Regions from separate parts of the Zea mays genome. Here all the other regions are linked to region 3. The links are chromatin contacts, called in public Hi-C maps. All regions are on one chromosome and are shown on one strand. The core of a region is the stretch at or near the end of the contact, and the rest is flanking DNA. Distances in the headings are between cores, read along the strand shown. Region 1 has its middle 20 kb from the start of LOC100192558. Region 2 has its middle 30 kb from the start of LOC100282510. Region 3 holds the start of LOC100216974.

What was found. A called contact is a pair of places that touch in the nucleus more often than the background predicts.
Region 1: a contact with region 3 is called in a Hi-C map of bundle sheath, with 2.3 times the contacts expected there. The contact joins the enhancer-like site here to the promoter of LOC100216974 in region 3. A contact is called at or near these places in 9 of 25 Hi-C or Micro-C datasets (bundle sheath, ear, leaf and 4 more) and 1 of 3 datasets of contacts at active chromatin or transcription factors (seedling).
Region 2: a Hi-C map of tassel shows a contact between it and region 3, with 2.5 times the contacts expected there. The contact joins the enhancer-like site here to the promoter of LOC100216974 in region 3. A contact is called at or near these places in 3 of 25 Hi-C or Micro-C datasets (ear, leaf and tassel).

Annotation. Positions count from the first base shown.
Region 1 is chr1:236,460,733-236,464,793 of Zm-B73-REFERENCE-NAM-5.0, reverse strand. No RefSeq gene overlaps it. Among protein-coding and RNA genes, the nearest start is that of LOC100192558, 20 kb to the left of the region's middle. Within about 2 kb of position 2,748, at least 19 of the 20 cell types and tissues checked have an H3K27ac peak or open chromatin away from gene starts, as enhancers often do. A contact at or near this core is called in bundle sheath, ear, leaf and 4 more, where this site is marked.
Region 2 is chr1:236,625,385-236,629,501 of Zm-B73-REFERENCE-NAM-5.0, reverse strand. It overlaps the pseudogene LOC100274809. Among protein-coding and RNA genes, the nearest start is that of LOC100282510, 30 kb to the right of the region's middle. Within about 2 kb of position 2,156, at least 18 of the 20 cell types and tissues checked have an H3K27ac peak or open chromatin away from gene starts, as enhancers often do. A contact at or near this core is called in ear, leaf and tassel, where this site is marked.
Region 3 is chr1:236,553,416-236,557,513 of Zm-B73-REFERENCE-NAM-5.0, reverse strand. It overlaps LOC100216974, which reads left to right and starts at 1,480. Exons shown (of 8, transcript NM_001317379.1): 1 at 1,480-1,777. LOC100286228 (mitochondrial import inner membrane translocase subunit TIM16) reads left to right here. Exons shown (of 4, transcript NM_001159116.2): 4 at 1-282. The coding sequence ends at 38.

The DNA.
Region 1 (4,061 bases), core at 1,499-3,998, 94 kb after region 3:
ATTGATTGTCTCTGCTCTCCGTATAATATTTTTTTGATTTGACTAACTAATGTTATTGTTTACTCCATCCAATATGTCTTGGTACAATACGGCCAATGAAGTGAGCGATTAAAAGAGAGTTCACAACGACTGACTGAACGAACAGATATTATAGAATGACATAATTCCACTATACAGAGACCAAATAAGAATGTTTGTGAGCTCAAGTTTCTAATTTAAGTTACATGAACTCAAACTTATAAGAAAGATCAAAAGATGGAGTGGTTGCTAAAGTCAGGAATCAATAAAAACTGGATGCGCTCCATATAAATTATGCTACTTCGTAGCAATTACTAACGTTTAAAACCAAAAATAACATTTCATTTTACTGTTAGTGTGAAAAATCATTGTTGCTCCATCCAATTCAGCAACCTCAAACACCATAAAATTCATTGTGTCAATGTGGTCTCAGAAACGACCTAATGCTTGCAAGAGCCAAGAACGTCGTGTCGTGTTTGGGCTGTAGCCTCGACCCATAGTGCTGGCCTGAACCGACACGATTATATTTTTTATTTTACAAAAAAAGAATATACATATATATACAATTTATATTCAATATTAAAAACATCTGAGTATAATGTTCTACTAGTTAGACAGCTTCACCCAGTGTCTCTCGTCCTTCTTCCATTAGGGCATGAGTTCGAACTCCACATCCTGCACCGTTTTATAACATTTTACGCTGATTTAACCAAATGGGTTAACGGGCTGGCCCGACACAGTCAGCAGGCCGGCATAATGTGCCTGGGCCAGAGCTGTGGCCCACGGGCGTCTCGCCCGTACCGAGCCGCCGTTTGGCCATCTATATGTGAAGGTGTGTTCTGGGACGTGGAGGTTGGTTGCGCAAACCAGATGGACGTACAACGAGTTAATTTGAAATAGTTGTGAGAGATTATTTGTAAAAAGATGACGCGGGACGACCGTTGAAACTGGTGCTTTAAGTATAGTAGAGAAAACACAAGAAGCATGTGTTTTTGTTGGTTGTGGGTGTAAATAAATATTTAGAGCTAACATATGGTTTAAACCCTCGTATATGCATACTTTTAGGATATCTTTAATCATTTAAACATCATATGTTGTTATAAGCCCGTTAGACCCGTGGACTAGTCCGGCACGATTATTAACCAAGCGGGTCGTGCCTAAGTCTCGCTCGGGGCCCATGGGCCGGCCCGACCCGGCCCGCTAGCTAATATGGGCCGGACCAGCACAGCTCTATCCGTGCTAGGCCTAGTTGTGGCCGAGCACTCCCGGCCGTTTGGACATCTATATCGCTGGAGATGGCATGCCCTGGTTCTTGAGGCCGGCGACGTGATGGCCGAACTGCCGCAGCAGCAGCAGCCCTGGCGGGCCGGCGACCGCGCATTGTTGGAGCACGCTACGTACGTGCGTCTGTCAGCCGCCGGTAGGCTGCTGGGGCCCTCGGGGTCGCTAACGGATCGATCCCTCTCGGCCAAGAGTCTGAGAAGCGTGCGCGCCTGGCATGCACACGGCCATACAGTACAGGATCGCTACTTTGCCGTTGACCTGAACGGATCGCTAGGCGCGCTGCCGGCACCTCACCTGGGGTGGGTGGGTCGGTCGCGCGATGCACGGGCCCGCTTCACGTGGGGTTGAGAAGCGGGGGGCACTATGGCTGGCTGGCTGGAGCAGGATCGTACAGCGTCCGTCAAGTGGAGAACCTTGGTTTCTGTTGTTTACGCTCGGGAAGGCTGGATGGGATGACCGTGCAGAGTGCATGAATCCTGGCCAGTACTAGTAATTTCCAGACGGCAGTTCCGAGGGCGGTGCTCCCCAGGTTTGGGGTCAGCTCCGGGCGACGTCACGTCACGCATTGGGGTCAGCTCCCTAGGTTGCGTTGCGTGCTGCTTGCGGTCAAAACCGCCGATCCCGAGGCAATCTTTGAAACCCTGCCCACTGGTTCTTCCTGCGCAGGAGTGGTACACGAGAAGATGACCCACGCCACGCGCGATCCAAACCTCCTCCGATCAACAGCGGATGGCCTGTTCATGTATGTCTCGCGCGCGCCGCTTCCTTTCCACTGCACATGAGGCCGCAACCGCACCTGGAGCGAACGTACGCCCAACAGACAGACATGCGGGCCGGGGATCGTCCGGATCGGATAGGAGGAGGAGATCGCTGTCGTAGTGTCGTCAACAGTTGAGAGCAGTGTTCCTATGTCCGACGTACACCGTATAGGAGTACAATGATAGATAGGCCGGGTGTCCTCACCTCCTGGTGACTATTCGTACGTACGTACTAGTGTACTACCTACCACTACGGCAACAAAAGGTATGAGTACCTTGCATTGGGCGCAATCCAACATGGTCGACTGCTCCATACGCGCGCATCGTCTTTCTAATGCCGTCGTACGTCGAACACATCTGTGGCCGCTCATGATGAATCATGCACGGTACAGGACTCCGTCGTTACTCCTGTGTATATACATACACACAGTATCGTCTGACAGGCGGCTAGCCGAGCACACGTGAAACACAACCGAGACACTGCCGCGCGCGCTCGCGACAGGAAAACGTCCTTTGCAGAGACAACAACGCTACGACCGACAGCGACGTCGTACTCGTACTACTCGTACTCGAACGTGGTCCTGGCCAGCCGCCCAGACCCGACACGCCCCGGCCCGGTCTCCATACCGCTCCAGCTCCAGCCCCACCACGTACCGGTCCGACCGGCGGACCCAGGTCCCAGGACCGCGAACCGGCCATCGACACGAACACCCGCCGCGGCGAAGAACAACCAAGGCACGCACCACGCACCGGGTGCCGGCCGCTGCGCTGCGCTGCGCCCGCGCCACGCCAGCCCGCAAGGGACAGCGAGCGCCGCGGAAAGCAACGGGACGGGGAGGAGGCGTGGCCGCGTGGGGGTTGTTGTCACACCGGCGCGCGCTCGTGAATGAGGGGTCGCTGTCGGCTGCCGCCGTGGGACCACGTGCGCTTCGACGGACGGACGGGCCCTCTTGCTTGCCGGTGACGTCAGCGCGCGGTGGGGGTCCGGACACTGTTCACGGGTCAAAGGAGTCTTGGCCTTTTCTTCTCGCTCCCTCGGTTCTCTCTTCTCGCTCCTCGCTGCTACGGGGGAGGTGGTTGAGATCCGACCGTTGGGGTTAGGGATGGGGAGAGAAGAACCCGGCGACAAATTGGGAAAGGGCATTCACTTCCTACTAGTAGTTTCAACAGTAGTAGGTATAAACTTTCTAATGCAGGGTCGTCTATTTGTATAGTGCTCCAATTATCCTAAAAAAATTAAGGTAAGCTATCTGACTATCTCCACCGGTCCGTGTAAAATGCAAAGTACAGTTTTGCACTGTAGATCGCAATATTTGCAGATTAGAGCTTGAAATATAGAATAAGATAGGGTGTACAATAGGGAGTCTACTAGAGATAATCTAAGGCTCCGTTGTAAACATTTCAGTAATTTTAGTTAATAGACCAGCTAATTGTTAGTTATACCTCACAAATACCTATTAGTTGTTGATAGCTGCTCTAGCCCAGCTAAACCTAGCTAGTAACTTATTCACGGCTAACAATTATTTCTAGAGGTTTGGATCATGGCCTAAATGTTTAGATTTTATTTTTAATTATAAAATGTTTTAGATTTTCTACTGTTGGTCATTTGTTTTCCATTGCTATAGGACAAAAAAAACAAGACAACACAAGTTATAAAACGACACACCTCTCCATGTATCTCCATTCTTTTAACTCTTCTTCGAAGGGAGAAGACAAAGGATGCGCGTGTACGAATATCGACGAAGATAATACACGAATCGTAAAGAACAATGAATTCAACTTATCTTCGAATCTCCATACCTGTCGTTTTTATTCCTTATAGTATAACAAGTAATTACAAACGTACCTTCGGCTTTACACGAGATACTAGCTCGAAGGTACTTCAAAGGCTGAGGTTAACAAAGCTATGATCCCTTCAAAAATGAATTTATGCATGACACTGTTCACCTATTTATAGGGGAGAGATATAACTTCGTACAAAATTACAAGTATACCCGAGAA
Region 2 (4,117 bases), core at 907-3,406, 71 kb before region 3:
TCTTCCCTCATGCTAGGGGCGGATCCAAGGGGTGGGCCATGGCCCCACCTTAATTTTTTTAACCTCTTATACCTAGGTTTAGGTACACACCAAAATAAACAATTTTTTGTATAGTTAGCGTGGACAAATCTAATAAAAACTAGGTTTTGATCTATTTTTCTGTCGACGCTTCACTGCTCAGTCCACTCTTCACCTGAGCCATTTGATTCTCTTCCCTAGCGCAAGCCCAGTTGTGGCTCACTCGCTTCTTCGATCATCGACTGACCAGTAAGTCGGTGACCTAACCCGCCTGCTGCAGCGCACCTTGCCTTCTCATCACTCATCAGCTCGTCGTCTCGTCAGGATCCTATAGACAATGTTGATATTTTGACTCCTAGTCCGCACCAGTAGATGGGCAAGTTGTTGGTGGGACCGTGGCGTCACCTGTCCCTCGCTGACTCATTAGAGTCCCATCGCGCCGTTGCAACACGACAATGGGTGTCGCTTGCCGTCACCGTCATCTATCGCTACCTTGCTTCCTGCACTCGCTCCTCCTAGCTGTCGTCGTCTCACCAACACCATCTCACGACAATTTCGATGACTCGCCAGAACGACGCGCCGATGCGGCTGCTCCGCCCTAGTGCCTCGTCCTCAGTCAGTGCACCTATTTTTTTTCTCTCTAGCTCTCCTTTTGGTAGCCAAAAAAGTTTTTTGGTATTCATATCATTTTGGAAACACTAGATATTATCATTAATCTATATTTATGGTCTAGTCTGGTGATTTGTCTCTTGCACTTTCGGCCCCACCTAGAATTTTGTTCTGCGTCCGCCACTGCCTCATGCAGTCCTCGCACATCTCATGAGTTTTTCCTGCACATGTTGTGTTACTTGTAGCTGTACTGACACTCTTGCTATACAGGATAAATATGTAGCCGCACTCTTGTACAGAATTGGTTGATGACTATAAAATTAGCAGTTCTAGAGCTATTTGTGTTTTCCTTGATTGGTAGCTCATGCCCTGTATTCCTGGATAGAAGAACTTTGTCAAGAACTGTACAATTCGTAGATGGCAAGCTGTCTGAACTTTTATCGTAGAGCAGTTCCATTTTATAGCATTGATCTGTGTTTTCGCACGAACACCTGTGTGTCATGTGTGGCATATTAGTTGTTTTAGTTTCTTTTTCCCTATAAATCTGTAATAGGTACCAACTCACCACGTATAGTGTTCTACACGACCTTTTAATTAGCTGGTGATTACTTCCTATTTTGTGGTATCTTATGCGCACAACGCTCTTTCTGAGGATCAAACCTTCTAATCACAATTAACAGTTGGGCTGTCCTAGTGATAATACCGCTGAAGGCGCTGTTTTCATATTCGTTGACAGTAGGTTTACATACGAGTGTCCAGTGAGTACATCTGCTGATGTGTTTGTTTAAGGGTTTTGTGGGCTTTCTATAAAGTTTGTTGGAAGCCATGTTAGGACCATTGATTGATCGGTAACCCCTTTGTTGATGAGTGCAATGTGTGAAAAGAAAATTGTTGCTCCTCGGTTCAATCCCTGGCAAAAAGAAGAAAAATGACAAGCGCTGTTGACTGTGTTGAGATCCCTAATTCATTCGTGCTTCATAGGTTGATTCTATAATGTCTTGTGATGTATATTTGTAATAATTGATGAACTCCATATTTGTGCGTTTTCTGTTTTTTAGAAGAAAAAAATATAATTGTTCTCATGTCATATAGTTTTTTGTGCAGCCATGCACTATTCAACACGGTAAGGGCTCGTTTGGTTGCATGATAAATTGGAGGTAAGAATCCTCTCCAAGTCCCACGCGACCAAACAAGCCCTAATGAATTTGTAGTGCGGCTGCTTAATTCACATGCGAGAGCCCACGGATTCATATACTTAGGGCTTGTTTGGATAATTTTGGATTGGAGTGGATTGAGGTGGTATAAGGTGTATTGAAGTGTAATATAAACTAATTTCCCTTTCAATCCCTAAAATACACTTCAATCCACTTCAATCTCTCTTTATCCAAACAAGGCCCTTTGCTTACTTGTCTGGTGGGCAACGCTTGCTGTGATGGCCATTTAATAGAGTAGGATCAGCCCGTGGAGTCGAAACGGATCAGAGGTGGATCGGATAGAGCTGAATAAAATCAGTATGGGTTAGAGTGGTATTGGGCTCAGTCCCAAATAGCCGATACGGTTGGAGTGGGGTTGGGGGTTGGATCCTGACCCATTATCAGGCCTTATAACTGTCTTATCTTTTAGATACATAACCACACATTATTATATATTTTTTGTAATATCTAACTAACTACAGATCTATGATTGTACTGTGTGGTACACAGCTCTTACTAATAGGAACAATTTTCTGTATATCCTGGTGCACCATCAAGTATTCAGCGATAGCAATTAAAGCATGGGAAAATGAAGTGCCACATGCCATTCCATACCTTTCTGTTTTGCTCCTGTTCAAGGGTCAGAATGTGTGTCTGCTTTCGATGAGCAGAGTTTAGGAGTCCCCTGTATCTGGAAAAGGAATACGTGTTCTCTTCTTCATAAAACCGTCAATGGCACAGGCTGGCTGATGGCGCTAAGAATTTACTCTGAGCTATCAGCATCAGCCACCGCTCTCACGTCGGTGACTGGAGTTTGCAATCTCTACTACTTATTAAGTAAGCAATAGTAGTCTGCCTCTGACGTGTTCTGCCGTTCTGCCGTCTACGTGTTCTGCCATCTACGTGCGCCCCCAGGGCCAGCAAAAATTTACACGTACTCACGAGTTGAATCTAGATAGTTCAGCCACTAAACACATAACAACAGAGTTCTTATTGTTGCGTCCGAGCCAACGCTTATAAGCCGCTCTATGTCTCCTTTACTAGCCAGTATGGTACTAATTTTTTTTTGCAAGACACAACACCACAGCAGTACCGGCGCTCTGGGCTGAAATTTTGGTGCGGCCCATACGTTTGGGGCGGCCCATACTCCACCGCAGCAGTCTTCTTCCGCACGACGTCGCGCCCAACCGCTCGGTCAGCTCGTGGAGAGCCCGGAGGAGAGTTCCACTACGCAATTCGCTACCTCGGCTTCGACATCGGCGACGTGCAGAGCCCGGAGGACATCGTCGCCGCGGAACGGCTCGTTTTTTCCCGGTGTCGGCGCCTTCGGCTCCGCCATGGACGTCCTCAACAGGACGGGCATGGCCGACGCACTCCGTGAGTACATCCAAAGGGACCGCCCCTTCCTAGGCATCTGCCTCGGTCTCCATTCTCTCCACTCGCTCCCCACACCTCTCTCTCGCCTCCATTCTCTCCACTCGCTCCCCAGTCCCCACTCCTCTCTCTCGCCCTCTTCCTCCTCGAGATCTTGCCCCACCTTCCGCATGAGTCTTGTGTGTTTAGCACGCGTCATCGCCGGTATCGGAGAAGTTGCCGTCGTCGCAGCAGTCCTTGGGAGAAGAAACTGACGCCTGCACCGCCCTGGATCCACGTTCTTCTTCCCTGTCCAGCCGGCGGTTGTGGCGCCCCCTGGCTCCTCTCTTCTTCCCCGTCCAGCCAATGGTAACGCCCCCCTTCGCGTCTCAATGCATGCGCAGGGATGGCTCGGTCCGTGCTCCACCGTGTTGCGTCGGCGGCGCCGCCAGATCCCCTCGCTGTGGCCAACACGATGTGGTCCGTGCTCGTGTTTGTCCCGGTAGCGGGAGGTGGAGTTCAATCCTGCATTGGGCCCCAGCCCCGTCCCCCTCCCTCGGCGCCCAGATCCCACACCCTACCTTGGCATTCGTAAGTTCTAGCGCGCGCTTCTCAGAGAGCTCGCGGAATTGGCGCATGAAGCGCCCGTGCTCCCCACTGATGGCCTCCCAGACGACTTTGACTGGAGGGACCACATCGTCGTCGGGCCCATCAAGAACTAGGTCGTTTTCTGCCAAATCTGGTGACCATGGATCCAAAGATCGGAGTCGTTCCTTTCACATCGATCTATTTGCTCTTTTCTCCTGAAATTCTTTTCTAGGGCTGCTGTTTAGGGTTCGTGTGGATCCTGCTGGTCGTTCAGCGCGTTGGGAGTGCTGGAGGGTGCGCACTACCTCACAACTGGCAAGTTGGAGGTGCTTTCGGAGCAGGAGTTCGTCAACTGC
Region 3 (4,098 bases), core at 231-2,730:
TGTACCAAAAGAACAAACAAGATGAGCCTCCTAACTGAAATCCCGCCCCTTGAGTCTGCTGTTGACATTCTTTTCCCCCTCATAAGAGAACTGTACATACCAACAACGGTCGCTGCTGTTGTACCAGTAGTATGCAATGCGGAACCAATAAGCTTTGTGTGCAGCGACTGAAACTCCTACATGTGTAAGACTGATCAGTAAGGTCTCACTGGGCTCTGGCTCGGTGGCGCTTACAACTTTGTTATTTTGCCATATGATGATTGTGCCAAACCATTATTCTTGATACTACCTGCATTGATGTGAAATCCATAATTTTTACTCTCTCCGTCCTAAAATATGATTTATTTTAGCTCTTGATGTTTATGTCTATACTCAAATAGATGATGATGAATGTAGAAATATATAAAATATATAAATCAAGCATTATGGAGCTATTAGTTGTATTATGAATCTATTAATTGTATTACGAATCTATTAATTATTTAAAACGAATTTTAATTGGCGACGGAGGGAGAACTTTTCGAATTTTTGATTGAGGGTGTCGGATGGAGACATATTGGAGGGGATGTAGGTTCGGCTTGCGTGTTGGAAACATTTGCTGTCCTTGCTGTTAGGCTGCCAAACGGGCATGTCCTCGTTTGTGAGGAAATAATGGTGGTCAGCCTATCAATCCGGCGAAGAATTCTGCATGATTCCAAAATGTTTGGTACTGGTTCCAGTGTCCGGCTGACCAATTGCGCTGTTACATTTCATTTTACGAGACTCGGCAGCAGGTTCAAAATCGTTTTTCTTATACAGCTACTAGTATATCTTTAGCCTAGGCCCAAGGGTGGTGGTCAGTCCTCAGCTGATGCTCGCTGGTCCACTGAAGCCTGATAGTGATAGCTGGTTGTGTGCGGTGTGCCCCCTTCGGATCACCAATCGTGTTTCTGTTCCAGTTCAACCGTGCAGAAAATTCAGTATCAGTCGTTTTCATCCAGCGATGTTACTGCGAGGTACGAACAGAAGGAGAAGTCCTTCATTCCCTTTCCATTTGACGGGATCGCTGGAACGGACCCCGCCGTGTTCGTGCATCGCGCTTGTCAGGATGCTATTGGTGGGCCGGGCTGCAGTGCAAGGTTGGATAGCAGCGTACGCGTCCCTAATTAAAACAGCAGCTGGGGCCTTTGGGGTGAGGCAGCCGAGGTGTCCAAGTGCAAGTGATACGAGTACGATACGTATAATCATTATCATTATCAAGTAGGGGTTACATATATCGGACGATAAATGTACGTATCCCGGGAATACACAAACACACACAGTCCAGGTAGGGCCCATGTATCAGAGAGTAGGACTAGGGACTTGTGTACACTGGTCTGGATGGAATCATACCGTGGCCCTCGTGGCCTCGTGGGTGGGACACCACACGTCCTACACTGCGAGCGCGAGGCAAGAGGAGGGGGAGAAGGCGACGCGGCGCGATCATGCGAGCGACGGCGGGCGTTTGAGCTGTTCGCCACCTACCCCTCCCTCCTTCCTTTCATTTTTCTGGAAGACTTCTTCGGCCTCACGCATCTCCTCCTCCAATCCAATTCACAAACACACACGGGCAATCAATTAGCAGAACCCGCGCCACCCCCCTTCCTCGGAGTCGGAGCGAGTCGAGGAACGGCTCGTCTGCCTCTCCCGTTCTCCTTCCTCTCCTCCCCAGAAGATCCGATCCATCATCGAGGACTCGCCGGGAAGAATCAAGGATATATAGATAATATACAAACAAAGGTTCCTCCAGAGCCCAGAGGTGCGTACGATTCCCCCCCACCCCCGATCGCTCGCTGGCTTACCTCTATCTGTTGTTCGTCCCATTCATTCGTCGTCGATGCGATACGTTTGGCCGCTTGTCTACTTTGATTGATCGTTGAGAACCGGGATCCTTTTTTTTTCCTTCTCGGGGGGTAAACAGGATCAGGAAATTCAGGATTCCGTTGGTGCGTGCGTGCGTGTGTTCGAGTCGTTGTGCACACACACACACACCAGGAAAATCTCCGCAGGCCGCAACATCTTGTCCGCCCCCATTTCACCTTCGTCTCCAAACTGGAGACGGGCCGCCGCCGTACGTCCGTCGCCTTCAGTTTTACGGGCTCTTGTTTCCGACGATCGACGCGCAGGAGCTCGGGCCCCCGCCCGTTTTTCGAGAACACGTTGCCAATTTTAGAGAAGGCGCGTGCGCATTCTTGTGCGTCGCATGTTTTCCGGAGCGTGCGCATCCGTGTGTTGCGTGCTGGAGACTGGAGAGCAAGTGGTGTTAAGGAGTAGTACAGAATTAGCAACGCGGAGGAGTTGGTGGCCGAAATGGCTCCTCACGTATGAACTAGGTCAGGCTGATATACTATTAGTTACAGAATAATCTTAATCTTGGTTAGAAGTTAGAACCCACCTTAGACAGACAGGGGTGGCTTTCTGAATAGACAGGCATGCAATAGATGTTGCCAAGCTGGTAGTCGTAAGCGTCACTGTTGCCAAGCTGGTAGTCAAACCAACCGAAGGGACTCAGCACAAGCACTGCCTAGTGCATAATCCGACGTGGCAGCGCTGCACTGGCCTGACTGAGGAGGAGCCCCTTTGTTCGCCTCTGTGCGTCTGCGCAAATTCCTCACCACGTCATCGCGTGCGTGGCGCCGGTGTTTGGTTTAGGTAATCTAGTAATAAAAGGGATTGAAATGGATTGATATGTATTGTGATAGTTTTTTGATTTATTAGGAATTTATACACTCTCCAATCCCTCCAAACCATTTCAATACTAAAGTAACCAAAGTTTAGTTTGTGACTTCGTGTCATATCAAATATTTGAATATCAATTATGAGTATTAAATATCGACTTAATTAGGTTTAATAAATTTCTATCGTCTTTTAGTCCTTATCTATGAATTTAGTTTTATAATTAGACTATATTTAATATATGTAATTATTATTAAAACATTTGATATGCTGGGTGAAACCAAACGTCAGATGCGAAGGAAAAAAAGAAAACATCTCCCGTCCCCACCAGTCATCCTGCTTTGTGAACAGTACTCTGTTCTTTCTCCACATCCTGCGCTGGGAGGGGGACACTAGTCATGGCCACTGTTTTGAGTTGTGTGGCCCGACAGTCAGTCAGTCCCGGAGTTCCGCTGCCATGCATTTGGAAATGCCTGTTCGTAACGCGTGCAAAAAAAAAGGGCCCCTACTTCAGAAATCGGAACCTGCAAATGGTACTGCTGCGGTGCTTTCTGCTCTCGCCGTGAAATGGCCCGGGCCTAGGAATTAGGACTGCACACTGCACAGGGATCTGGGGGCCGATCGAAGTTTCTTTGACACCTGTGCACAGCACATCAACCATGGGAAACCTCGTGCGCGCACGCAGCAGGAGCCGGTCGCAGCGCCGAAGCTCCACGCCTCCCCAGTCCCCACCCAGATCTCGCTGGGCTCCCGTTGACCTGCCTCCTCTTGGTATGGTAGTAGGGTCATACGGACGACGGGCCTGAACTATTTATTATCCCGAGAGCTTACAAGAAATGCCTTTGCAGCACGGGCTAATCAATCAATGGACCGTCTGCTACTTCTACCATGTCGCCTCCCTTGTGCTGGCCGATCTATCACCTTGGTGAATAACTGACCGTAGTCCGCAGATGTCGTTTTCATTTTGCTGATTAATGAAACCTACTACAAGTACGTGATGCATCGCCACCTTCCTTCCTGCTTTAAAAACTAAATTAAAAAGTCTAGAACGGTCTCAGATTATACCACAAAGACACTCGAGGAGTCGAGGTGGTGGCTACCTACCTGAAGCTGCTTTCTTCTAGTTGTTCTCCTTGCCACTTAAGCACCAACTCAATGGTTTGGTCCAGGTCACTCTGCTTTCTGTTGGGCGGTAGTACGTAGCACTCACACATGCGTTCAGACTTGCCCAACGAATGCAAGTTCTTGGCTGAGGATTCTTGCTGTCTAAATTCACAGTAAAGTCGATACTGGCCCGAGTGAGTAACAATCTCGCAAACGAGTAAACCTCGGTTCTAATGGCACGTATAACCTTGAGACGGTAATTCGGTTTTTGAAATATAAAAGACCGTTAAAAGACCACAT